2 separate regions of the Gossypium hirsutum genome follow, and region 1 is linked to region 2. The links are chromatin contacts, called in public Hi-C maps. All regions are on one chromosome and are shown on one strand. Each heading gives the region's core, a stretch centred on a gene start, on an enhancer-like site or on the middle of the called end of the contact. The rest is flanking DNA. Distances are from core to core; before and after follow the strand shown. Region 1 has its middle 10 kb from the start of LOC107952877. Region 2 has its middle 20 kb from the start of LOC121204232.

Evidence for each region. A called contact is a pair of places that touch in the nucleus more often than the background predicts.
Region 1: a Hi-C map of leaf shows a contact between it and region 2, with 4 times the contacts expected there. The contact joins two enhancer-like sites. A contact is called at or near these places in 2 of 34 Hi-C or Micro-C datasets (both in leaf).

What each region holds. Positions count from the first base shown.
Region 1 is chrA07:37,388,000-37,391,502 of Gossypium_hirsutum_v2.1, reverse strand. No RefSeq gene overlaps it. Among protein-coding and RNA genes, the nearest start is that of LOC107952877, 10 kb to the left of the region's middle. Within about 2 kb of position 2,207, at least 7 of the 9 cell types and tissues checked have an H3K27ac peak or open chromatin away from gene starts, as enhancers often do. A contact at or near this core is called in leaf, where this site is marked.
Region 2 is chrA07:37,306,068-37,309,725 of Gossypium_hirsutum_v2.1, reverse strand. No RefSeq gene overlaps it. Among protein-coding and RNA genes, the nearest start is that of LOC121204232, 20 kb to the right of the region's middle. Within about 2 kb of position 1,410, at least 5 of the 9 cell types and tissues checked have an H3K27ac peak or open chromatin away from gene starts, as enhancers often do. A contact at or near this core is called in leaf, where this site is marked.

The DNA of each region.
Region 1 (3,503 bases), core at 958-3,457, 81 kb before region 2:
CGGTGAGAATATGCGAAACAATTTTTATTTTGGTTTCAGCTTTTGCCTTTTATTTTTTTATAAGCATAAAAAAGTTTTAACAAATGGAAAACATAAAAAAAAACTATGTTAAAAGAGATGGAGAAGGGAGGGAAACAGATGGAGAAGCAGAAGAGAATGAAAAAAAAAAATTAAAAGAACATAAAAGAAAAAAATTTAAATTTCTCAAAATGAAAAAATATGGGAACCAATTGTATAATTTAACCTAATTTTTTTGCTTGAAATGATGATTTAACGTGCCACGTTAGCTTATCGTTACACAGTTAAATGTAATTAATGACTCAGTAACTAAAATTTTACAACACGTTAATGTAAGTGACTAAAATGTAACATTTTAAACATAAGTGACTAAAATGTAACCAGAGGTAAACAAAAGTGACTATTTTAGTAGTTTACCCTTATTTCAAAGTAGTCAATAAATTTTAAAATTTTTTAAAAAATATTTAAAATATGTGTTTTAATAAATTAAAAAATTAAGTTCAAGTTATAAATATAAAAGTGAAATATTTAAAGGACAATGTTAACCCTATGTTTGGATTAAAAGTAGAAAAAAAGTGAAAAGCTAAATAAATTAAGAATTACTTATTATTTTGTTTAGATAGTTAAAATTAGTGAAAGAAAGAAAAATTAAATAATTTTAATCATTTTTATTTAGATAAACGTGGAAAGGAAATGATTCATTATGATAATATCTTTACAAATTATAACCTTTTCTTTATAAATCTATTTATAAAAGAAAGAGAGGACAAAAAAAATCATTTTACATCGTAAAATTTACTTTCCTTTCTTTAGCTTTCTCCCCAAAATTGGGGTAAATAAAAAATAAGGGAAAGCAATGGATACTCAATTTTTTATGGCAATTATAGTGAGAACTTTTAAAACGATTTTAGCTATTAGATTAAAATAAATGGCTCTAAGCTTTAGATTTTGTGTTTAACATACCTTTTTTTTTTAAAGAAACTGGGCTTGTATTATACAGAACAAAAAAAAGGAGGTCCAGTACAAGATAAATAGAAACCAAGCAAGACAAAAAATGAAAACCAACCAGATCAAATCCTAAAAAAGCCCAATACATGGCCCACGCAACAAATGAAAACCCTAACAAACGGAGGTGATCAGATATCAAAAAGCTGAATGGCAGCAGAAACAGTTGGAAACCAAAAGATCTATCGAGAAAGAAAACTAGAAAGGCTAACACACAAACTACAAGCACAAAGAGAAATAGTGGCGATCCAAACAAGGGCACAGAGGCATCGCCGGAGCAAAGAGAAATCTTCCTAAAAACCAACCCCAAACCCCTAAACACTCCCAAAAGAAACAACAAAAAACCCACGAAAAGCGCCCCCACCCCTCTCCATTGCCCGTAAAACACCTCACAAACTCGAGAGATGATCACGCTTTACCACCCGTTTCATAAAATCGAGAACACTTCTGCACATATAGGAGCCCATCCCTACTTTCAAGCCTTCTTTAGCCAACAAATTAGCCATAGTATTACCCACGTGAAGGACATGTTGAAAGTCACACTTGCGAAAATATCCTGCCTAACATTTCATATCTTGGATATAAGCGTCGAGGATCGATAGATCAGGTCGGGAAGATTGGACCTTACAAAGTACCGTGAGGGAGTCGCCTTCAACAATCACATATGGGAACCAAGAGCCAGGCCTAAGTGGACCACATGAAGACAAGTAGTGGGAAGAGCTACAAAAGCCGAAGGTATGTGTTTACAGACCAGTGTGTGTGAACCCAATACAATCCCATGTTTATTTCTGATAACAACTCTCGCGCAAGATGTCTTAGAAGGGGAATGAAAATCCGTCATCAAAGTTGCTTTTCAAACAGCATCTATTTGGGGGTTGCCACCGCTCAACCCCAATCAGGCGCCTAGGAAGCTTCACCTGTGCCATATCTAATTCTAGAAGGTAAGTCTCAACCTGTTGAATTAAAACATGCATTTGTATAATGACATTTTTGTATACACGACGATGTTGAGCATTCCAGATAAACCATAACGCACACACAACTTTCTTGGAAATTGTAATAGGGTAAACTTGAATGATGTAAAATAACCAGTTCTGCAAGCATGCCTCCAAAAGCTCACTAGGCTAAGTTATGTGCCGGTCCACCCATATACCAACAACAGAGGGACAGTCACAAAAGATGTTCTTTAAAGTTTTAGCAGCAGCTGAGCATTGAGCGCAACAAGCATTAAAGGGCAGCTGTTGGTTGTACAGATTAGAGAAACTAGGGATGAAATTATGGAATATACGCCATGTTGTAAATCTTTTTGATTAAAAATACTAGGTTGTATTAAAAACAAGAATCCAACAAGAAAAGCCCAAAAAACTAAACAAAGCCCAATTCAAAAACAAAACTAAAAACAGTACCAAAAAAGAAACCAAAGCAAACTAAACGTTAAAAAATGGAAAAAAAAACATAACAAAAGCAACAACAACCCAGCCTCATGAGCGGTCATCTTCTAGAGAATTTTAAAAATATCTGCACCTCAACAAACAAGCTCCTGGAGAAGACAAACTGATGAAATTATAATCGATTCAATTTCTTCTCACAAACCACACATTCATTTTAGAACTTGACTAGGTTACGGATTTCATCTTTATCCACGATCTATTTCTGATTCAGTGATTTCCTGACCAACATATCCATTAACAAGGTACGTATTTCTCCCCATTTTTAAACCTTCAGTTGCCAAACAATGAGCAAATTCGTTTGCTAGTCGTCTCGCATGTTAAAACTTACAGCCATGAAAAACCTCACTCAAATTTTTAACATCATGAATATAAAGTCCTATTGTTGATTTGTGCCTCTTAGTATTTTGAACTTTCTTGATTACCGTCAAAGAATAACCTTCAATCACAACATGCATAATCCCTAAATCTCTATCCACAATAACTGCTTGTAAACAAGCAGTGGCTTTAGCTGCAAAAACTAAAGGTATATTCTCGTGAACCGTCGTATTAGAAACTAAAATATCTCCTTTAAAATTTCTGACTATGATTTCTAAGCAGGATCTGTTTTCCTTGATATCAAAAGTAGTATCAAAATTGATTTTAAAGAACCCTTGCTGCGGTGGTCTCCATCTATCAGAGTCTGGGCTTAAGGCAAGACTCTTTCTATCAAGCTTTATTAATTCATGAATATAATGCTTAATGAACTTCGTTGTCTCTGCTCTAGATTTCTTTTGCCCCTCATGAATCCATTGATTTCTACTAGTCCAGATAGCCCAAATGGCACAAACAAATATTCGGCACACATCCACCCTACTGTTTAGCAAAACCCAGGTAAACCAATCCATAAACTCAAGTTGTGACGTTTCTTATAACCAGACATAATCTAAATTTTCCCATGTCTCCTTTGTAATAGAACAATCATGAAAAAAGTGTTCCCTTGTTTCCAACCCTTGTATATATCTTGGGTAAACAACCTCAGTAGTTAATCTC
Region 2 (3,658 bases), core at 161-2,660:
ATACATGATTATAAAATAAAAAATAACACAAATGCGATACAAATGTATAAAATTTTCATGATAAAAAATGAAAGAAAATAAAAAATAAAAAAATGATTTACCCAAATTACCCAAAAATAATTTAAAGATAATAATTAGTTTTCTAATGACTAACCTCAATTTATAATCTGAATAATCTCAAGCAAAAGGATAGCATTTAAAAATGACAAAATAATTTGTTAGAGTTTAATATTGTACAAAGTTTTGTCTTTAGTTTTTAAGAATTAAGTGTAGCCTTTAATTTTATTTATGTTGTTAGTTAAAAAAGTGAGAAATCCCATATTGTTTAGGAACAAACTGCAAATGGATTGAGTCTATATAGACCTATATCCCATGTCGTTTAAGAAAACAAGAAAAATGAGACTTAAAGTCTATATAAATACTTGTTTTATAAGTTTTATTTTCACAAGAGATGGCACCAAAATATTTCTAAAAAAGATACTGGGAGCAGAAAGTGCTTCTAGTTCGAAGTATTTTTCTATCAATACACTGAAAATACTTTCCTACAAATTCGTTAAAAATGCTTCTAATTGGAAATATTTTCATTATTTCGACCTAGCCCCGTAAGTTTTTTACAAAACAGCCTAATTCAATAATTAAAAGAAAAAGGAAAGTTTGTTTTAAAAAAAAAACCACTCGGAACACAATAATAAGGTTTGAATATTAGATTTCAAGAAAAAAGAAAATTTGAACCACTATTCTCAAGACCTTTAATTATAAAAATAAAAAATAACATTATTTTTTGTTGGGTTGTTAAAAGGAAGTGCATGTAATGATTCAACACCCCCCCCAAAGTCCTATCATTTATTGATTATTGTATGATTGTTTGAAAAAGTGATTTTAGATATCCCTAATCATATAAAAAGATCCAATGTTCCATTGCATCAGCCCATGTGCAATATTTAATTATCTGAATTTTATGGACAAAAAGGGATAATAAAGTAGCGAATATCTTATTTGTTGAAGGGGAAACCCTTAAAAAAGGAGAGCTGCCTGGGCACTTCAAATAATTTTATTATCAGACAAACAGAAAGGAAAATGATGGAGAGAATCTGCCAAGATTATACCCACTAATATTATTATTATTTAAAAAGAATCCTCTCACAAGTCAAACACTATTCATCAAACTCAAATGGAAATGGAGTTTGATTTTCTCTTTTTAGAAAACAAAGCGGTCATTTGAGAATAATAAATATTATGTTATATATAAAAAGATTATAAAATGAAGTTGGAGTTGGAGTTGTTTTCCTTTGTGGTTAAGTGTATGGACAAAGAGTTGAAAACAACGTTTCACTTGCATATTGCTTCATGGAAGGAGTGCAGCAAATCCCTTGGCTCCCCATTCTCCAGCTTTGCAGGGACCCCTCAAACACGTCCTTTTCATCTTTAATTACAGTTGGGGCCAACCCTCTTCTTCAGCGAGATGCATTGTGAAGGGGAGAGGAAAGACGAAAGTGGGACCCCTCAGCTTTGAATGCAACTACAAAAACCAGGCAGCTCTAATTAAGGCTACACTACCAACTGGCATGCAGTGCCAAAGCTCGGGCCAGTGTTAATGGAGGAAGCCGGTGCGGGGATGACTACTTTTCAAAGCTGTTTTTTGCATGCAGGATTGCAGGTTTTTTATCAGTCATGTAGAAGGTGGGGACCTTAACTCATTTGGCTTGATATGGGTTTTTGCAGGGTTCACGTGCACTGCGCGTGATCAGTTGGTAGATGGATTGTCCTTTGTGGGGGACTTGGCCAACAGTTCGGGAAGCCATTTCGGATTTTTATACCTACCTCTTGCTTCGCTATTTGCCATGAAGAAGATGGGCAGTTTTACTTCCATTTTTTCTTTATTAATTTGTTGGTTGGGGGGTTACTTTCGATTTTCAAAGATAGAATAACGTGTGATTCCAGAGTCAGTGACTCCATTGTTTTATCTATTGCAACTTAGTAATTCTATCACTTCAAAATGCAATAAATTTAGTTAGACCAAGAGAATATAATTTAGGATAAAATAAAGTTTGATTTCCCCATTCAAAACTTACAAAATCTCATTTAAATTTTTTTGTCACAAATTATTAAACGATTAACAGAAAGATTACATGACAACTTTTAAATTTAGTATATAATAAATTTAACTTTTAATATTTACAAATTATTTTAATTTATCCTTTTTTAAATAATTCAATTCACAATATGTAAATTAGAAATAATCACAAAGACATTTTTTTTTAAATTCTTATTATTAAATAAGATAATTAGAAATACATTGCTTTCCTTATACTTCAAATGGTAGAGAACATAATATCTCTCTATGATAATCAACTGATTTTTTGTTAGCTTGAGCTGATCACCGTTGATGAAGCAAATAAAAGTTTAAAAAAGAATTGAAGCAATTAGAATTATATTTGGGTTTACTTAACGTAGTGAGTACTTTTTATTGTCATAAAATTGAATCGGGAATTTATTGAAAATTGGGTTGTTTTGTTTATTGTTGTTGTTTTTTTATTTTATCATGGAGTCAAACACATGGACAATGTTGCGAAAGGATGAAGTGACAACACTCTAATTGTAACACCCCTCGTCCTACCTGATCGTCGAGTATGAGTTATAGAATGTTACAATCATTTCCGGAGCAACTACTGACGAAAACATTGAAAATAAACCATTTAAACATACAAATATTTCATAATTATAGTCATTATATGATAAAGAGACTTTACCGAGACTCAATCACACATACGAAAACTTAATTGTTAGTTTGAACATGAAATAGGGCCAAATTGAAAATTTTCAAAATTTTAGAATAGGTAACGATACCTCTAAAAGGCATCGATACCAAATTTAATTTCGGTGTTTGGAAAATTCATCCTCAAATCAACAAGTATTGATATCATATTCTAGTATTGATACCGTTTTATGATTCTATTTATTTTGTAAAAGCTTATCAAAATACTAGTGTTTTGATACTCGTGTAAAGTATCGGTACCTTGATGTCGAGTTTTGATACTTTAGTCCAGTATCGACATTGTTTTGACATTTTGTTTGTTTGAAAACTGATTGAAAATTGCTAAGAATCGATACCTTTACTAGGGTATCGATACTTTAAAGCCAATGTGTCAAAAACGTTCATTTTGGTGCCCATTTCTTGCTCAAACTAGAAAGTATTCAATAGGTGCCTTAAAGGACACATAAAAACCTGCATAAAACACTCCGAAATGCATTCCATTTCATCATTTAATCTATGACAAAATCAATCAAATCATCTTGCCTTAATTTGGTACAAAAAAAGAATCTCAAACAACTTAGCAAAAGTACCAACTTATCTATCATGCTTTCAACCATTCAAACAACATTAACCATACCATTTTCGTGATCAAATCATACCATTATACATCCAAAATTTTCCATTTAATAAGACACACATATATAGCCTATCATATTGCCAAAACACACATTTATGAATATATAGACATTAGCTTTCCAAATTCAGACATCAAACAATGTTTCAACATCCATTCCCAAGTTATTACATATATAAGCACCTAAACACATGCCACAATATTGTGCTTAAAATGAGTAAAAGTCTATCGAGTCGATAGAGGAATAGTGTGATTTTCGAGCTAATCCA